2 separate regions of the Macaca mulatta genome follow, and region 1 is linked to region 2. Evidence: chromatin contacts called from public Hi-C data. All regions are on one chromosome and are shown on one strand. Each heading gives the region's core, a stretch centred on a gene start, on an enhancer-like site or on the middle of the called end of the contact. The rest is flanking DNA. Distances are from core to core; before and after follow the strand shown. Region 1 holds the start of H2AZ1 (H2A.Z variant histone 1). Region 2 holds the start of LOC144340815.

Region 1 (5,766 bases), core at 2,375-4,874, 56 kb before region 2:
CATTACCTGTGTGCAATCTGTGATCATGAGAAGTGCAAAGCTGGGCAATTTGGAATTTAAATCGATGGCTTTGGTTTTATCAACACTGAATTAAACACACAGGCTTCTCAATCTAAACAGAATTCAGGAAGGACTATGGCTTTGGGGCCAAAAATATTATTATATCACTTTACATATTCTTCACACTTAATGAAACTCTGTCACAATTCTATCAAGTTGGTTTATCTGATGCTATGAATCCCTATTTAATAAATGAAGAAACAGTGCTTCAGTGTTTAACACACTTCAGGCCATATAGCAAGTAAGTGGTTACCCAAACTCAACCCTAATTCTTTTACTCTAGGTCAATATTTTGCATAATACCACACTGGAACTCAGTTATTCACAGCTGTGTGAATCCTTGAAGGCACATATTTTTCCTAGATGCCCTAGGTAGAGAGAACTAAGATTCTAATGTGGATTTCCTCATGAGAAGAATTTTGCCATTTTTGATCTAAGCTAATATCCTTGGAAATAACTGGGGAACTTATTCATATTTTCTTAAAAATAGGTTTTTAAAGCAAGATGTAGTTGAGAAATTTGTAATTCCCAAGTGTAAGAGTCTCAAATTCTCTACATAAAAAGACAAGAACAACAGTAGTTAATATACATGCTAGTGTTTCAGAGGAGATAGTAACTAGTCGTGGAAAATCTAGATTAGTTAGGAAAAGGCTATTAAGGAAAGATTCAATAATAGTGGGTTCGCCTACCTCCTATTAGGATTTTGTTTTGTTTTTTTGAAACAGGGTCTCAGTTTATCACACAGACTGGATTTCAGTGGCACAATCATGGCTCACTGCAACCTCAACCTCCTGGGCTCAAGTGGTCCTCCCATCTCAGCCTCCCGAGTACATGGGACCACAGGCAGGGGCCACCATGCATGGCTAATTTTTGTATTTTTAGTAGAGATGGGTCTCACTATGTTGCCCAGACTGGTCTGAAGTGATCCTCTTGCCCTGACATCCCATATTTTTTATGGCAAGAGAACTAATTGGGTATGGCATTAAACAAAAATAATTACATAGCTCTGGCTAGGTATATTATATACACGTATTACCATTAACACAAGAACTGGAAAGATACACCAAGAATATTAACATATTTGCATCGTACCTTTTCCAGGGGGTAGGAAAGAGAGTAGGAAACCATCGCACCACTCTGAGAAAAGTGCAGAAAGTAATACTGTCCTGTTCTCTGAAGGAAAGCTATTGAGTTATTAAACCAATTTCGGATTTTAGTTTGGATGTTGGATGACTTGGTTGTGTATACTTTGGGCAGGTTTCAAGCTTGCTGCTTCCACATCGAAGAAAGAAAATACACCAAATAGCAAAAAAGATTTTTGAATAGAAATAAAAGATACTTTATATCATCCCTCTCCACCATCCAATGTAGAAAATAATAGCAGTTATTTACTGAGGGCTAACTATGTGCCAAACACATGCTACCATGTACACTGCATACCTTTTCCCTTAATCTTTCAACCATGTGAAAATAGATACTATCTTTTCACAGAAGAGGAACTCCAAGCTCCGAAAGATTAGTAACTAAGATGACACAGTGAGGAGGAGGCAGAACAGAATTCATCTCTACTTGCTTCTGAGTTCATCCTCTAACCACTATTCAGCGAGGCAACAGTAAATTCCTTTTGTTGGGCTTCACAGCAAAGAGCTGGCAGAGTATTATCTAAACTAGACATGGCATTAATGTTGGTTTGTTATATATCACAAAGCTTCCCTGGAGCCATCGTTAACTATTATATCAGGTTTTGTAGCTTAATATATCATCATTACATCATCAGTAGGAAAACGGTTCATGAACTCTTGCTATCGACATCGTAACAGTTCCTTGGTTCCAAGAAATAATAAACCTCAATGTCAAAATCCTTGGGAAGTTCTTCTCTAGAATTTATCTCACAGAAATTGGGAGGTCCTCTGATTCAATAAAATCTTTCCAATTGAAACCCAATCTAAAGTACTTCAGAGTATATGTTTGTTGTTGTTGTTGTTTTTGAGAAGGAGTCTTGCTCTGTTGCCCAGGCTGCAGTGGCGTGATCTTGGCTTACCACAACCTCTGCCTCCCGGGATCAAGCGATTCTCCCGCCTCAGCCTCCTGAGTAGCTGGGATTGCAGGTGGGTGCCACCACGCCTGGCTAATTGTTGTATTTTTAGTAGAGATGGGGTTTCACCATGTTGGCCAGGCTGGTCGTGAACTCCTGACCTCATAATCTGCCCGCCTCAGCCTCCCAAAGTGCTGGGATTAGAGGTGTGAGCCACCACACCTGGCCTAGAGCATATGTTTCAAAACGTTCATCACACTGAAACTATTCAGTTATGTTAAAAAGTATAATGCACTAAAACACTACAAATGAGATTGAGACACTACTGTCCCCAAGCAGCTGGAGATATACGTAGGTGTTAATAATCTACTAGTTGGAAGGATAGTACTGTGTGTACAGTATCATTATTTTAACCTCATCATTTGCAGTTGATTGCATTGCACCGACCCTCTGTAACTGCCTGTGAATCATGTCAGAGTTACTCCGTCGACATTTGCCGAACATTTGTCATGTGGCAAAATATTTATTGTAGAAAAGTTGACACATAATAGCTCTGAGGTTTCACTAAATGAGCTTTACACATCAGGCTACAGGTACAACTCATTGATGTGTAGTCTCCAAAAAATACGGTTTATGATTTAAGAATACTGCCTCGCCAGAAGCTCCTTAAGTGTAAACAAAAAGGGTTTCGTGACCAGTGAGGTGACTTGGCTTCACCGTTTGCTGTTACAGAACTATTCCGTGGGGGATTTCATAAGTAGTGAGGGAGAGGTGGAAGACCCGGCTGAAAATAAAGTGGGAGCAACCCGTCCTGATCTGTTGTTGGTGACTGGGGATTCGCCTAGAGGGAAGAAACACGGAATCTCTACTAAGGCTGAGGAAGGCGTCAGGGCAAACCTCAGCCTCCCCTCACTGGACGCGTTCGCGCCACCTGTCAGACTGGAAGAGCCGCCAGGGATTGAGAGGGTCGGGAGAGGGTGCCCGGGGCCCCGGAAGGCGGCTGCAGGTCGCAGGTCTCCGCCCGAGAGGCGCTGGGGGTGGGGTTGGGAGCGGTGGGGGCTGCGTGCTAGATACGGACGAGACTTCACGTGGTCTCCAAAGCCCTGCTAGGGGACCCGGGGCGCTACCGCGCGCCCCTCCCCTGAGGTCTCAGCTCCTCCTCCCCGGCACGTGACCGCAGCTGGCTGGTAACTGCGCTCCCGCAGAGTAGCTTGCTCTGTTTCTTCCCTCCCGCCGCGGTGCCCTTCTTCTCCCCCGTTCCCATCCCTCCGCCCTCCCCCGCTTCGCTCCTCACGTCCCAATCGCGGCTTGAGCTTAGAAGCGCCCGCCCCTCCACCCTTTTCTTTGCTTGCTCATTGGCTGAAGTCTCAAGGACGCGTCCCGAGGGCGGGTGGCAGCCATTGGTGGGATGAGCAATCCGAGTTCCCGGATGAGGGAACATTCTGCAGTATAAAGGGAGCAGGGAAGGCGGGAGACAGCGCAGTTTGAATCGCGGTGCGACGAAGGAGTAGGTGGTGGGATCTCACCGTGGGTCCGATTAGCCTTTTCTCTGCCTTGCTTGCTTGAGCTTCAGCAGAATTCGAAATGGTAAACTTCGCAGAGACGCTCGATGACTTCGCGGGTTTTTGCCGGCGGGAGAAAAACCCGTTACACGGGGGATGGGGGTGAAGTGGCGACGGTTGGGAACGCGCGGAGACAGGATTAAGAAGAGCGGGGGGAGGTGTTTTGTCGGCTGCTAGCGGAGCAGCCTCGGATCTCGCGGCGGGCGGCGACGGTTGGGTGGCGCGCGCAGCGCCGCTGGGGGCCGGCGGGCGGGCGGAGGCGCGCGGCCGCGGCGAGCGCGCGGCGGGGGGCGGACGGGCGGGGTCGCCCCTGCGGCGCGCCGCGGGCCAGAGACCCCGGCGGGGTGCGGGGACGCGCTCGCGGCGGGACGCGCCGCGGTGGGGGATGGGCGCGCCGCCTTGGTAATTCTATATTCTCCGTTCCTCCTCCGCTCGCGGGCGTGTGCGCGCCGCAGGCTGGCGGTAAGGCTGGAAAGGACTCCGGAAAGGCCAAGACAAAGGCGGTTTCCCGCTCGCAGAGAGCCGGCTTGCAGGTCAGTAGTTGTTCGTGCGGTCTGGGAGTCGTGATGTTTTTCTTTGCATCTCCTTTTTTGTTATTCACCGCTCTCCATGGGCGTTTCGTCTATGCGTGGGTGATGCGGTGTCGCGACTTGGGCTGCCCATACGATAAATATGGGGGGGAGGAATCACGTGTTTCGATGTCGGGACGCGTTGCTGCGCCCGTGCCACTTGCTTTGGCGCGCATATAATTTCCCCATCTCTAGTTCTCCTATTTTTGTGCATTTATGTTTGTGTATGCTTAAAATTTAAGTTCCCAGTGGGCCGTATTCATCGACACCTGAAATCTAGGACGACCAGTCATGGACGTGTGGGCGCGACTGCCGCTGTGTACAGCGCAGCCATCCTGGAGTACCTCACCGCAGAGGTAAATGGGTGAACGCCTATAATCCGGAGAAGGTTTGGGGGGCGGGGAGACGGCAAGAGGGAAGGAGGAAAGTGATGCAAGAAAACTCACAGGCCCTGAACGCGGCGAGAGGCCTAAGAGAACGCTAGAGGGAGCTGCTGTTCAACAAGGATCCTACTGAGCTTGAGTTCTCTGCTCTTGGAATTAAAATTGCGTGCCCCCTGTATATCTTGCCAGTCAGATAGTGGGGAACGACTCCAGTTGGTAGATAAGCGTTTGTGAGGGTTTTATTCTGTTCTCTGAATCTTGGCCAAAGGAAAGTTGGAAGGGAACTGATTAGATTCTGCCTTCTAGGTACTTGAACTGGCAGGAAATGCATCAAAAGACTTAAAGGTAAAGCGTATTACCCCTCGTCACTTGCAACTTGCTATTCGTGGAGATGAAGAATTGGATTCGCTCATCAAGGCTACAATTGCTGGTGGTGGTATGTTAACTTCTAAAATTTTTAAAAATTTCTTCAGAGGAAGGAATTCTTTGCTGCTTTAATTTCATTAGTTTTTCTAGAAGAGAAAATTTAAGTATATTTTCATTGATGCAAGTATGGTTTTATCATGAAATTTGATTCATATGTATAACTGAATTTTTACTTCATACTTGAGCTGCACGTTTTTAAAGATACTTGAACAGTATACTTTTTTTGGTTTCAAATACTGTGATTTTAAAAAAAAAATCTTAAGTAGAATTAATTCCTGTCACTCTCCTAGGTGTCATTCCACACATCCACAAATCTCTGATTGGGAAGAAAGGACAACAGAAGACTGTCTAAAGGATGCCTGGATTCCTTGTTATCTCAGGACTCTAAATACTCTAACAGCTGTCCAGTGTTGGTGATTCCAGTGGACTGTATCTCTGTGAAAAACACAATTTTGCCTTTTTGTAATTCTATTTGAGCAAGTTGGAAGTTTAATTAGCTTTCCAACCAACCAAATTTCTGCATTCGAGTCTTAACCATATTTAAGTGTTACTGTGGCTTCAAAGAAGCTATTGATTCTGAAGTAGTGGGTTTTGATTGAGTTGACTGTTTTTAAAAAACTGTTTGGATTTTAATTGTGATGCAGAAGTTATAGTAACAAACATTTGGTTTTGTACAGACATTATTTCCACTCTGGTGGATAAGCTCAATAAAGGTCATATCCCAAACTAGT
Region 2 (5,463 bases), core at 2,403-4,902:
CGTTTTTGATTTCCCTTCTGTTGATCTGTAATATTTTTAAACGAAGCTATTTAACACATACGACATGCTGATGTTACTTAATGGATTCCTATGTATTTCATTAAAAAAAAAACCTCCCACCTGTGTTAAGACAGCTAAATATTTCTTGATGTTGGCTTGAGGACCAAGTGAGCCATCTTGCCAGTTAAGCAAGTTTTATGTCCAAGGACCAAATGGTTAAAAGAGGAGAATTTGTACATTTGTTGAGCTTCCCCATGTGAAGCTTGGGTTCAGTACTATCCTATTACTACTAGCCATCTTCATACTGAGTGAAGCAAACTGAAAGGGAATTCATAATCTTTTTTCTTATCTGAACAGAAAAACTAATGAAAATCAACAATACCTATTTTAATTTTCATTCAACAGCTGAAAAACCATGTCTGTTGACCACATTGGACTATTGCCTAGTTAAAATCCATAAAATACCCTATAAACCAATGAAAAGAAAGTAATCTGGCAATAATTTCCAACATTTTAAATTCTAATTTCTAGTTACAAAGAAAAAGGATAGAATGAGGCTTTTCAAGGAATTCTTGTTCATCCCTTCAATAATTTGGCAGGCAAAACAGTCCTAGAATTCAGCTTCCTTTTTGGTTTTATTACTATTAAATAGATAACTTTCATATAAATGGAAACACTTTTCCTCAAAACATTAATTCAAAACATACTCCTTATATTAAGGATTATAGTACCACATTTTTTGTAAATTCCCTATGTGTAACTTTTTCCTGTTGGTATGTGATTTTTTTTATTTAATATGACTATCTGCTGGTGTTGGGGCCAATAGATTTGTGAATATTCTGTGGATGTGTCTATGTACAGGTGTATATATATATTTTTTTCCAGCTAATACCTCAAATGTGTGATTGTTTAATATATACCACACTATGTTTGCACAGTGCAGGGCTTCCATTAGCAGTGGATATTTTTATTTCTAACTTTGAAAATCAGTCAACACAATTTCATTGGTGTGACTTCTTTCTGTTGCTCTTTTTCATATTTTAATGCAGAGATTCCTATTATAAGGTCCATGCTTCAAACATAATTATATCTTTCTATATCCAGCCATCTGGAAATATATAGGGTTAAGAAGTATTTCTTGAAATGTCCTTGTTTAGTAAGTTAGTAAAAACTGGGATGACTAGTTGCCAAGATGTCTTGTAACTGCATAGCAGATGACACCTGGCATGGCAAGCCTCATTCACTTCAGCACAAGACTGTACATTTCAATCTGATATTCTACTTTGCCATTTAAGTACACAATTAAAATCAGAGATTTTCAGTGACATTGGAGTATTGTAATTATTAGTTTCAAAAAGAATTATTTTGAATAGGATGATTAAACCAGTGAGAAGAAAGAAACACACATAAATGATATTTTGCAGTTTATCTGTATTAAGAAATGCTTCTTGCCAATTTCTGGTTTTGGTTTTTGGATTGCTGCATAAGACTTTCTTTCCATTTACTTTATGTATTTTTAAAAGCTGCAGGTAATTTTTAAGGTTTGATGGAATTATAATGGAAGCCTTGTATAAGTTAAATGAAACTAGTAAAGGAGAGCTTACTTTGTCTATAATGCATTCAGGATTATAAATTAGATTTTAAAATGAAATGTCTGATTTGTAAAATATTTAATGTTATATCAGACTTAAATAAAATTTTCTGTGAGAACGCAAAGTAAATGCATTTGATTTTTAATGAATGTTCTGAATGAAATATGAATTTTTGTCTTTCAGTCTCTGTAGTTTATCTCAATATATTAATAAAAAGGTCTGTTCTCACTGTAAAATGTTTGTTTTTATCATGTTTTATACTCTTAATATGGCCACTCTTTCATTCATTCAACTAGGCAACAAGTGTATCAATGCTTGCTATATCCCAGGCAGTGAGCTGGGTGCTGGGAATCAATCATTGAATAAGAAAGACAAAAACCTTAGAGTTTCCATCTAGCAAAGAAAATAAATATCAAGTAAATAATTATAATTATGATAAATTCTACAAAGAAAATTACAGGGCACAATGAAAGCATTTATCTAGAAGGCCTAAACTATTCAGTGAGGGTCAGGAAAGGCTTCTCTGAGAGTGAGTTTAAGCTGAAAGGCAAAAGAAGAGATTAGTAGGATTAAGGTATGCTAGAGAAATATCTCAGGCAGAATGTGCTAAGTTGGTAAAGTGATAAAAATCTTTATGGAAGTGGAAACAAACTTGTATGATCATAGCATAAGGAATCCAGGGTAGGTGAGAGAATCAATATAGGGGCCAGATCCCCATAAGAACGATATATAAACCATGATGCTGATATTGAACTTTATAATAAAGTTGATTTTCAAGAAAGGAGTTAAATGATCCGATTTGGGTTTTTAGAACATCATTTTTGTTGCTCTATGGAGACTGGAGGGCAAAAGAGAATGTAAGAAGAATAGGAGGTTATTGTCAAGAGAGAGATGATCATGGCTTGCACTAGGGTACGAACATAGATAGGTGACTAGTTTTCAAAGATAGGAGGTAGAATCAACAGAACTCTGATTAGATTTGTGACATGCAAGCAGCAATTAAAAACCAGGCTAAAATTTTCTGAAAATTTGGCTATGAAAGGGAGTAGAGGAAAAACAGGGTGGTAGCTGAAAGAGGATGTGATTTCTAAAGAAGCTTTTCTTTTGAGCATCTCGCTCTGTCACTCAAGCTGGAGTTCAGTGGGGCGATCACCACTCAATGCAGCCTCAAACCCTGGGCTGAAGGGATCCTCATGCCTCAGCTTCCGGAGTACCTGGCGCACGCCACGTAAGGCTAATTCTTTATTGTTGTTATTATTATTAGTAGTAGTAGTAGTAGTAGAGATGGGGTTCTATCTTGCCAGGCTGGTGTGGAACTCCTGGGCTCAAAGGATCGTCCCGCCTCGGACTCCCAAAGTGCTGGGATTACAGGCGTCAGTCACCGCACCCGGCAAGGCTTTTTTTTTTTTTTTTTTTTTTTTTTCCAATTATTATTTATTATATGAGACCTTACTAATTTTTAAAAATTCTGATGTAAAAGGGAACATAGAAAGTACCCGTAATCCCGTGTCTGCATGTTAAAAGTAGACGCTTGAAGTGCTCCAGAAAACCCATGGCTCCTCCCCATTCAATCTAGATAAGGCCTTGAGTAAAGAGCACCCATGGGGAAGTCACAAGAACCTAGGAAACAAGTCAGAAACCTGTGGACCTGATACTTCCAATCACAGGCAATCTGTTGCTTGCTCTTCAGCTCATCACACCATCCCCTCAAATTACTTCATCTACAAGAAAAGGTTTTAAGATAACGGACCCTGAAAAACTAATGACATTTATACACCCTCTCTGCACAAGAATGTCTTGTAACACATAACCTTGCTTGCATTTTCTGGGGTCCTCAGGGTCCAGCGATCTCGTACAAATCCTCTACCCCACAGCTGACGTCCCTCGGCCCGTGACACAAGGCGCAGGCGCAAGACGCGGCCCGCGGTGGGCGGGGGAGGGGCGGGGCGCGTCGGGCGGCCGCGCCCTCGAAGCTTCCGCCAGGCCCTTCCGGAAATCCAGTATCGTGGGGCGACGGCGTAGAAAGTGCTTCCCGGAGCGCCGAAGAGGTCATCAATCATGTGACGGTGGCTTGAGGAGGAACCTGTCTTTAAAGCTGTCCCTGAAGTGACAACGGAGAGAACCAGGCAACCCAGAAACCCCAGGTAACTGGCGCTACTTTGCCTGGTTTGAGGCCTAGTCCCGGAGGTGGCGCGGGTGGTGAGACTAAACAGAAGGAGAGGGCCCCCTCTTCTTTTGTTTGGGCCTAGCTCTTTGGGGTGGAGGGGCAGGGATGGGGTGGGCTGAGGCAAGGCGTGCCAGCTGAGTACCCGTGGGGGTGTTGGGGCACTCCGACTCCCACTGGGCTCGCTGGGCCAAGCCCTAGAACCGCGGGGGTTTTGCCGGGTTCTGACCAGGGCTGATCTTGCTTATTAAGTTGGGGGTGGGGAGGACGAGGAAGCCAAAGAGGTAAGAGTCACCGGGAGTTTCTCTTCCAGGCGTGGAGATTGATCCTGCGAGAGAAAGGGGTTCATCATGGCGGATGTGAGTGACACCCCCACATAAGAGGAAGGGAGAGTGGGGAATTTGGAGGGGAATACTGAGCGGGGAGAGGTAGAAGATCCTCCCATCCCCACCCATCCCAGTTAATTATTTTCTCTTGTATGTGAAATGGGAGACTAATATGAATGAATTTGCAGGATCCTGAGTTTCTGCCTCGAATGGGGGTGGAGGACACTAAGGTGCTTGAGACTGAGAAAATTATATTCTCCCTCCTCACCAATCCAGCTGGGGTATAAGAGAGGCTCTGTGTATTTACCATTTGAAATTCTGAATGATGGTTCGCTGCTTTTCCTGTCAGAATTTGGTCAGTAGGACATGTACCCAGAATACTTTTTTCCAGTAAGTGGTAACAATATCTTATTAGGTTTATTGTGGCAATTTACGATGATTTCTAACCCATGCCTCTTTAGAAACATAACATGAAATAAAATGAGGGGTGTGTGTGTGTGTGTAGGATGAGAGCAAAAATAAGCCAATAGTCATAACATGAAATAAAATGATCATTCGGGTTTGGAGAATAGTAAGTGTTGGAGGCTCAAAACAACAGATACCTGATTAATCCATGCGAGGTCAAAATTGATACCTCAAGTGTCAGTGAAATTCCTGGGATGAGAGAGTGTAATGAGACAAAATAAGATAATCTTCTGGCCGGTGAGGTGGCTTCGTCTGTAATCTCAGCATTTTGGGATGCCGAGATGGAAGGATCACTTGAGGCTGGGAGTTCAAGATCAGCCTGGGCAACGTAGCAAGACCCCGTTATACAAAAAGAAATTTAAAAACCAGGCGCATTGATAACCCTGTAGTCCCAGCTATGCTGGAAGTGAGGCGGAAGGATTGCTTGAGCCCAGAACTTGGAAGTTGCAGTGAGCCCCAGCTTAGAAAAATAAAATAGTCTTATATTTCTTTAGTCTTAACTGTGTTTAGTGTTAAACACTTGACACACTTCGCCATTTATCTTATATTCTGTAAGTCTGGGCTGGGCGTGGTGGCTCACGTCTGTAATCCCAGCACTGTGGGAAGCCAAGGCGGGTGGATCACCTGAGGTCAGGAGTTCGAGACCAGCCTGGCCTACATGGTGAAACCATATCTCTACTAAAAATACAAAAAAATAAGCTGGGACGTGGTGGTGGGTGCTTATAATGCCAGTTACTCGGAGGTTGAGGCAGGAGAATCGCTTGAACCTGGGAAGCAGAGGTTGCAGTGAGCCGAGATTGCGCCATTGCACTCCAGCCTGGACAGCAAGAGCAAAACTCCCTCTCAAAAACAAAAAAAAAGACTGTTGCCTCACATAGTCATATATAATTTATTTTAGGTCCTTAAACAGAATATT

Evidence for each region. Hi-C and Micro-C count contacts between places; a contact is called where the count stands out from the background.
Region 1: a contact with region 2 is called in a Hi-C map of CD4 T cells, with 4 times the contacts expected there. The contact joins the promoter of H2AZ1 here to the promoter of LOC144340815 in region 2. A contact is called at or near these places in 6 of 14 Hi-C or Micro-C datasets (CD4 T cells, blood, cortical neurons and 3 more).

The regions. Positions count from the first base shown.
Region 1 is chr5:109,267,496-109,273,261 of T2T-MMU8v2.0, reverse strand. It overlaps H2AZ1 (H2A.Z variant histone 1), which reads left to right and starts at 3,624. Exons shown (of 5, transcript NM_001193550.1): 1 at 3,624-3,682; 2 at 4,113-4,190; 3 at 4,469-4,582; 4 at 4,916-5,045; 5 at 5,326-5,764. The coding sequence starts at 3,680. The coding sequence ends at 5,387.
Region 2 is chr5:109,211,476-109,216,938 of T2T-MMU8v2.0, reverse strand. It overlaps LOC144340815, which reads right to left and starts at 3,652. Exons shown (of 4, transcript XM_078002026.1): 1 at 3,404-3,652. The coding sequence starts at 3,652. LAMTOR3 (late endosomal/lysosomal adaptor, MAPK and MTOR activator 3) reads left to right here and starts at 3,554. Exons shown (of 7, transcript NM_001257535.1): 1 at 3,554-3,736; 2 at 4,070-4,115. The coding sequence starts at 4,107. DNAJB14 (DnaJ heat shock protein family (Hsp40) member B14) reads left to right here. Exons shown (of 7, transcript XM_015138877.3): 7 at 1-1,828.